Regions from separate parts of the Mus musculus genome. Here region 2 is linked to region 1. The links are chromatin contacts, called in public Hi-C maps. All regions are on one chromosome and are shown on one strand. Each heading gives the region's core, a stretch centred on a gene start, on an enhancer-like site or on the middle of the called end of the contact. The rest is flanking DNA. Distances are from core to core; before and after follow the strand shown. Region 1 has its middle 14 kb from the start of Gm22371. Region 2 has its middle 90 kb from the start of Spats2l.

Evidence for each region. A called contact is a pair of places that touch in the nucleus more often than the background predicts.
Region 2: a contact with region 1 is called in a Hi-C map of uterus, with 4 times the contacts expected there. The contact joins two enhancer-like sites. A contact is called at or near these places in 11 of 484 Hi-C or Micro-C datasets (adipose-derived mesenchymal stem cells, embryonic stem cells, nephron progenitors and 2 more), 2 of 115 datasets of contacts at active chromatin or transcription factors (craniofacial prominence and embryonic stem cells) and 1 of 9 other capture datasets (embryonic stem cells).

Annotation. Positions count from the first base shown.
Region 1 is chr1:57,434,729-57,438,988 of GRCm38.p6, forward strand. No RefSeq gene overlaps it. Among named protein-coding and RNA genes, the nearest start is that of Gm22371, 14 kb to the left of the region's middle. Within about 2 kb of position 2,388, at least 105 of the 459 cell types and tissues checked have an H3K27ac peak or open chromatin away from gene starts, as enhancers often do. A contact at or near this core is called in palatal mesenchyme and uterus, where this site is marked.
Region 2 is chr1:57,682,608-57,686,886 of GRCm38.p6, forward strand. No RefSeq gene overlaps it. Among named protein-coding and RNA genes, the nearest start is that of Spats2l, 90 kb to the right of the region's middle. Within about 2 kb of position 1,989, at least 12 of the 459 cell types and tissues checked have an H3K27ac peak or open chromatin away from gene starts, as enhancers often do. A contact at or near this core is called in palatal mesenchyme and uterus, where this site is marked.

The DNA of each region.
Region 1 (4,260 bases), core at 1,138-3,637:
CTGTTCCTGCCCAGCAAGCAGCTTATTCCAGATTGTAGTGTTTACAGAACCCCTCCCACCAAGGCACAGACTTCCTTGAGACCAGAATGCACCAGAACTATGTGGACAGTCTTCTAAGCAACTGCAGTCTACATACACATCCCAATCTTTGTCCCTTGCCTGAGGCAGTCACTGTGTTCTGCAGTCATTACTTCTTGATACTTCAGTATTCCACTTTTCCTTTTATTTAAAAAAATACTTCATTATCTAGTTAATGTTTTTTTATACTAAATTTCCGTGGATGAAATAATTGGATTGCTGTGTTGTTGTTGTTGTTTTTAACTTGGCTGGTATACACACAAATGCCTATTTTTACATAATATAAAAATATTATAAAATATAATAATAGAAGGAGGGGCAAGTTGGAAGTCATGTGTAGTAGCTGCTCCTTTTCACATGTCATATGGTGCTCGTAAGCATTATCCCTTTCTTTACTGTGCCTGTCACTCAATTCCCTCATGCTCTCCAGAAACTCCATGCTTATTACCAGGTACCTGCCCCTGCAGAAACTTAACAACAACAACAACAACAACAACAATTTACAAACATGTATGTGGGGGCTGGAGAAATGACTTGAGGTTAAGAGCACTTCCTGCTCTTGCAGAGGACTGGGCTTGGGAACCCAGTACCCACATGGCAGTTCACAACCATCCCTAACTCCAGTTCCAGAGAATCCTATGACCTACTCATACTCATGAACAAAAACATGTGTGTGTAATGTATGTTACCACACATTAGCCCTTTACTGTCTTTTGTCTTTTAAAGAAAACTTCAGTATTTTCAAGTCTTAGAATAGGCCCTAGTTCTTTAGTCTTAATTTCTTCCTGTTTCACCCCTCAAGACACTATGCCTCACACCTCCTCTCTCTAATTTTCTTAGCTTTTAGTATAACGTTTGTTATATTAATTTTAGACACAAAATAAAAGATAACTAATGACATTACAACATAGCCCATTGCCTGACTTACACTGAATGCCAACCCCTAATAAAATGAGATATATGGAGTCCATTAGAAGATACCTGCAAGCACTTCACTAACTAACACCCCAACTTATTCCAAGTCTCTTACCAAAATATGCGGTACAAGGAATCAAGGAAAGCATACAAGACATTGCCTCTGCCCTGAAATTGCTTACCCTCTAGTTGGAGACCTTTTTTTGACAGTTAAAAAATAAATGCCAATGAATGTGAGAGGCAGTATGTGCTGGAAGATCTCACACCACATGAGGGACCAGGAAAGACTTTGCAGAGAAGAGAGATGGGATTTGGACCAAACCTTGGAGGGAGGTTTGGATTTGAAATAGAAGACAAAGAGAGAGTTAAGAAGCCTAATGTATGTGATCCAGATGCTCTGTCAGTGAAATAAGCCACTTCCTGCATCCTAGAACATGGTTAAACAACTTCTCTGAAATGGAGCCAAGAATGCAGCTACCTATTCATAAACGGTGTCTCTCGGTTTCTCCTCTGCACAGAGTTGGCCATTACTCACCGTCCCACTTTCTCAGACAGCATTACTCAAGACCCCCTTTCCCACCTCAGAAGCTCCAAACCCTCCCTCAACACACAGGAAGTCTTACTGTTTTGCTTGTTGTTTACAGAATATGTGGGCCCGGATCTTACATTCAAAGCCAAGCTGCCTTCCTGCCTTATCATCTGTAATCCCCTTAGAATTTTTCTTAAGGTCTCAATGATATCCTCTCATAAACTCCCTTCTTTGCTGACCAAGTGAAGCACAGTTGCTGATTTTGCAAGATACATGCTAAGGCAAAGTTAAGTCTTCGCCAGTCTCTGTATCACGTGACTGCTCCTGGCCCCGCCCTCTCCGTGTTTATATCTTTTATCAGAGCTGTGCAACGTATTTCAAGTGAGCCTCAGTGTTCTTCCCGTCCCACCCCGAATATTGACGGTAACTTGATAGCCTATCTCAAAACTGGTTTGTGGGATTCTTTTTCTCATTGTAGTTAAAATAGCTTGCCTTCTAAATGCCAGAAAATATTTTTGCCAATTAAGGGTTTTTATGAAGAACAGTGTCAAACGCTTTCCAGAAAGGGGTTTAAATTGTTTGGCTCGGCTGCTCCATCCGTTAACATTTTCCTTTGCAGTTTAACCTCACAGGTTTGCGGGATGGTTTCCCCGCACTGGGAAAAAAAAAAAAGTGATTTCTTTGTAATTAAACATAACTTCCTTAGAGATTCTTACGTTCAAGCTGTGGCTTAGAGCTTCAAAACGCTTTTCCCCTGCTGCTGAAATCATGAAGTCTGTGGTCTCCCAGCTCTCTTGTAAAAGCCTCTCTCTTTACAGAGTAGGAGACTTCACAGCGCCGGTCCTATTCAGCTGCTGCCGCTGATAATTTCAAAGACATATTCACAGAGTCCTGCTCTGCATCAGGCAGCTGTTATGTGGTTACGGAGTGTTTGTAGCACTGAATCTCCTTTCAAGTTTCCACTTCCATGTGGGATTGTCTGCTTGAGAAAGGCTTTGTGCTTTCCAGCGTGTTTCCTGTTTTCCTTGGGAGAGCTCCGTACTGTAATCATTTTTCCATTCCAAGTTGCCTAGGCTGATTTGCTTAACTGTTCCGATGCCTTCCCAGTGTCCAAATTTGCACCCCTGCAGTACAGTTTCATTACTTGCTTCATATGGGAAGGGAACATCTCACTTCTGCCTCATTCCTATTTTTTTTTTTCTCTCTGCTCCGTTTATCTGAGCACTTGTCACATCCTTCCAAGACCTGAGATTCGACACCTCAGTTTGGGTTTTCTAGTGCTTGGATGGATGTCAAGATGATTTATAAAGCCCTGGTGCCCAGTGCCATGGGCCAGTGTTACCATCAGGTGAGCAGCAGTTTCTCCTCAGCTTACCCAGCCTGGTTTATTGATTAGGACCATGGCAAGATGCAGCTCTTGCCCTACGCGCCCAGCAAGTCTGGTTTACAAGCCAGTCCACTTGTCCACGGGGGGCATCATTTCAGCCATCATTGCATGGCCTGCCTTTGGCACATTTTTGATTCTCATTCATAGACCGTAGTTACCTATAATTAAATTCTGCCAATGGTGCATGAATTATTTTATCTGGTCATATTTAATTTTCCTCGTTCTTCTCTGGGCATTCTTCTGTGAGCTCCAGGCTTCATCCTGTAGCTCTTTTGTCTATTTCTGAAGCCAAAGTTAGATTGATTACACATTGGGCCTTTAGGTACTTTGCACTGCTCCCCATAGCAAATAAATGCACCCTGTAAAACGATAACGTTTTTACATGTGATTCTTAAGAGCCCCAAAAGCCACCAGAAGATGCTAAGTGTTCCTTTACACTGATGGCTCTTTATCAGACATCCTTGGACCTCCGGGAGCTCTTGCACAATTTCTGGAGACAGTTTTGATGGTGTTTCTGTTACAACATTTATTTATTTTTGTGAGTATGTGCTCAAGTGCATTTGTGTTTACCACGTATATGAAGGAGGTCTCCAGATGTCCGAAGCAAGTGTCAGATTCCCTGGATCTGGAACTACAGGTGTTGAGCCCCAATGTGGGTGCTGAGAAGCAATCTCAGGTTCTCTGCAAGAGCAGCAAATACTCTTAACCACTGAGCCATCCTCCACTGCCAACATTTAATTCTTCACAAGTGGACGTTTGGGGTTGCTGGCATCTGGCGGGTAGAAGCCAGAGCTGCAAATACATTTTCTACACCAGACATGGCAGATCTCTCAACAAAAAAAGTTATATATCTTCAAAATCTGATAGTGTTTGAGAGTATGAAGGATTCTAAGCCTGAAGCTCAGTTTCTAGAAGGGTCTGCTGTAGCCGTTCCCCATCTAGTGAAGGGCAGATGCGACTATCCAAAGGCAGAGGAAAAGAAAAGAGCTATGTTGTCTTTTAAAGACACAAAAACAGGTTCCATTCAAAGTGACTTGGGGGTCTCCATGCCGTATATGTTCTTTATCAGTTCCATGCCCTTCCTGCTGCAATCACTGTTCCTCTATCTTAAGCATTCGGCACAGACAGCCCCACACGGAGCTCTGGAGTTACCACTGCCTGAGAAACTTAAGCAGACAATGAGGTAATTTACCAAGCACTTGAAGCTCATTCTGGCTAGTGAAGAAAGCAAGGCTAATGGTAGGATTAAGGTGGACTGGGCCTTGCAGCAACTAGGCTCAGCTGGCGGCAGTAGGTAGAGGGAAAAGCTGGCCTGACAGAGAACCCTAGCTATTCCCTGCCTGTGTATTGA
Region 2 (4,279 bases), core at 739-3,238, 250 kb after region 1:
TTCTACTATAAGATAGAAACCACTTAGTAAGGATATAAGCATGCAAGGAACCTGGGTTCTTGGTGTTTGGAGACATTCTACCCACCCTAATCCCACAACTGTCAGGCTCCTTTATTTGAGACAAAACCAAGCCACTATCTTGCTCCTGCCATGACTACTTTGCTGTCCATTCCTTTTTTCCCTCTTTTAATCACTTGCAGCTGAGGCCACTTTCTATTGATACCAGAGCTATTCTTTGTTTCCAGAATATGGTCTCCCTGCCCTTGGACCTCCCTGTTCTCAGCATCCACTCTGTGGTTTTACACACCCTCTTGCTATTTCTAGTTTCTATGCTATGCGTATCTTTACCTCCCCAATCTGCCCATTGCCAAGGCCTCCAGGCTAGACCTCCCCAAATCTCCAATTCCAAGCGTTATCCACTCCTTAGATTCTTCTAAACACTTGCTTGCTTTGTTTTGTTTTGAGACAGTGTTTCACCATGTACCTCAGGCTAGCCTCAAACCCTAGTCTTCCAACTTCCACCTACCTGAAACTACAAGTAGACACACTATACCTGGCTCCTCCCCTAGACCTTTTAATATACCTTTTGTCACACCTTGCCTCATAGTGATCATGTCTGAACTTGAGTCCTCTTCATTCGTGTGAGAGCAGACAGGCTCTGCAACTGCATGTCTTACACACAGTAGGCATTTGCTGAGACACATTTTAGGAGTTGTTCCAACTTACAGGGCTAGTCCCTCCATTGGTGACCACCCTTTTGCCTGCCCTACCTTCATGCTTTACAATAAGATTGCTCTGGGTCGATGCTGTCTGCCCAGACTGTGAATACCATCCTCTTAGCTAATCTGCCATCCACTTCTGAAAAATGAGAGCAGAGACTATAAAAAGGATACATCGTTCTGTAGTGTAGGAGATAGAGAGGTCCTAGTGACTTTCCTGGAGCATCTTGCCTCCACTGTTCCAGAAGTGTGGTGTTTTCCTACTCTTGGATTATATGAACCACTTTTGATTCTTATCATAACTTTTGATTCTTATCATAACATACCTTTCTTCCCAATAGAATCTTCTTGTGGAGGCTAGGCTAACCTGGAGCACGGAGTCTTCTTTCCCCAGTCTGCTGAGTGCTGGGATTACAGGCGCAGATCGCATACTGCCGTGACAAGTGCCTTTGCATTTAGTTCTTGCTTACCTTTTGTTCCATGAACCGCAAATATGTGTCTATGTATACATAGATTGGTGGGATAACCTTTAATATGATATTAAGCACAGTTCTCTAGCTGGAGGGTCACAATTGGTTGTGTGGCAGAGCAAGGGATCCTACAACCACATGAATTTGGTGACAGTCCTACAGTTGCCACCAAATTTCTTCTTCTTACTCTCTTTCTCCAAATTGTTCTCTCTTTGGGTTTTCTGTGACATTTTTATGACACTTAACCATTTCCCCCCCCCCCCAATTTATCAGGATCCTTAAGCATGCAACTTGCAAACTACAATGCAGTATGGCCCTATCTTCCCTGCCCTCCTGTGCCCAGTACTCAATGAGTCTTCCTGCATTAGAATCTCTTTGTTTGTATCAAGAGCAATCTAAACTATAATAGGCTAGGGTTTTGTTCTGTTCTGTTGAGATTTTTTGTATTGTTTTGTTTGTTTGTTGTTGTTATTGTTCTAATCAGATTAACTTAACTTTTATCAAAACTGAGGTTTATAAATTAATGAAAAGAAAGAAAGGGAAATACTGTATCCATTTGATGAACTAAAACTTCTGACCACAAAACGAATGAAAAACTAGAAGTGAGAACGGTAGAGAAAAGTGAATTTCAGTAAGTGAATAGCTTCAGGTTTGAAAACGGACTCTGCTCTCCAGCGTGCCGTAACTTAAACACGAATCCCTCGGTTTCCGAGTCCAGCAGACAGCTGGAAACCCACACAGGATGCCAAAACAGTGTGACCTACATCTGCAGCCAGGCAGCCTCTCCTGAAGTCAATCTGGGATTCAGAATCTTGAGCTTGAATTTTCTCTGGGAGTATTATGTGTTCTGGATAAGAGGGTAGCAGACATAGTCCAACTTTTGCTTCCAGACATCTTAAACCACACTAATCCACTTTTCCGTCCTTCAAACACAAGAGCATGCAAACAGAAAGCATGTGCTAGAAATGTTTTCAGGTTTACAGTATTACTTGGAGAAACTAGAGAACTCTTTTGGCTCTTTGGAAGTTCAGCTATCGTACTGTATTTCTGCATCTTCTGGATTAACATGAACTCTAAAATAAGAACTTGCATTTTGGGTTACATCTGCTTCTGATTAATGTGAATAAAATAAATAAAACTAAATGATGACCAACCATTACAGAGTGTCCTCTTGCGTATGGCCTGTGGGTAGCTTTTCAGGAGTCAGAAGCAAATGTTTAAAGGGAAATTCCTAGATGCTCAAGATTCCATGAAGGAGACTTCTCAAAAAAAGCCGTCTACGGCTTTAAGGTGAGTATCGGGTTTGTTTTATGGTATTGGAAACTAAGGAGAGGGGTCGTTTTTTAGATCCCTGGACCAGGAGGGATTTTCGCTTCCTGAACTTCTGACCCCTAATCTGCAGACTGTAAAAATGCAGTCAAACCCCGAGGTGGTTATCACATCTCAGCAGCCTTTGTAATTGATATCCAAGAGCCGATCACCTTGCCAAAATTTTAGAAGGACTGTGATGGGCACATTTTTTAAGGGGGCACTTTTGTTCTCAGAGCTTTCTCTGCTCTTCTTTATGGTCTCTTTCTCTTTTCCCACATCTAAGTGATCTGTTCACTCCACAAGACATTCTTGCCAAACTATCAAAATTAATCACTTTCCTCCCGAGGGTTATAATACCTCTGTTTCCCTACCCATAGCATTTAAACAACCCACACAGACCAGTCCATCCCCCACTCACCCTGGGCCTACTCTCCCTAACCATCTTCCAGTGGGTGCATCCTCCAGACCTAGCCAAGGACAGTTTTAAAAGATACAAAATGGGTTAGACTCACCATACCAGTCATATACTGTCTCTTCTATATCTCCCTGACTTTTTGTATACCTATAAGCCCACTCAAGCACCTTAAAATCTACCCAATACTAATAAGTTAAATAATACTATAAATAAGACTCCATAAGTGACAAGGGCATAGGACTAATCAAATGGAAAACAGAAAGCCCCTCCTTATATTAAGAATGTGGTTAATAAATGTAGATGGGATGATGGATTTAGAAAATCACCAATGGATAAGAAACATGATTGACTTATGCAAGAATCATCAATAACTTCTCTGGATGATAAAACTATAAGGAGAAACAGGACATTTATTGTCTCAAAATAGCTCCCTGCAAGGCCTATTATTTTTCAAGAGAAAAACAGTAAACTTTACAGTTGTGCTATCTAGCAAAACATACCTTGATGAAACAGCCAAATGACTCACTAGACTGGAAGAAAGTGTCACCATGTGCCTGCTGATCAGATATGCTGAGAAAGACACAGCACTACACGTGTGGTACCCCTGCCACAAAGGCATGAGGAAGCATCCAATTATCTGCGTCAACAGGCTGCCTGAAAAACATTGGCCCCATCTTCTTTTTAGTGTTCATGTATGGGGCCAGAGAGATGACTCAGTTAGCAAAGAGCTTGCTGTGCGAGCTTGAGGACCTGAGTTCATAGCCCAAGGCTCATATAAAAAACCTGGTACCCACCTATAATCCCAGCAAGCAACATGGAGGCAGAGGCAGGCAGATTCCCCGGGACTGACTCTGTGTGAGCACACACATGCACACATGCACACATGCACGCACACACGCACACACACACACACGCACATATGCATGCACATGCACTCACACACCACAGTAATACATCATGAAGTACGAAGACAAATGATTATGTACTGAGAACAACAGAATAGCTAACTGCGATGCATGACCTAACATTCTCATGCAGGGCAGAGCATTATTAGAACAGTAAGGAGAGCCCGAATTAGATCTGCAAGGTATTGCGCCAATGTTAATTTCCTGCTTTGGGCCATTTTGCTGTGTTATGTAAGGACAATTTTGTACTTTAAGAAATGCACTGTAGACCCCAAGAGATATTTAGTTTGCCATTGGTCACAACAGTCTTCTCTCTGTAAAGAAACTGGAACCGTGCATGAAGACCAAAAGAGACAATGGCTGTTCAGGATTCTTCGTCGCAGGGACTGCACCAACAGATGCCATTAAGAAGACAACACCTTCACACAGTGCTCACACAGGACTGCTTCCTGTCGGTAT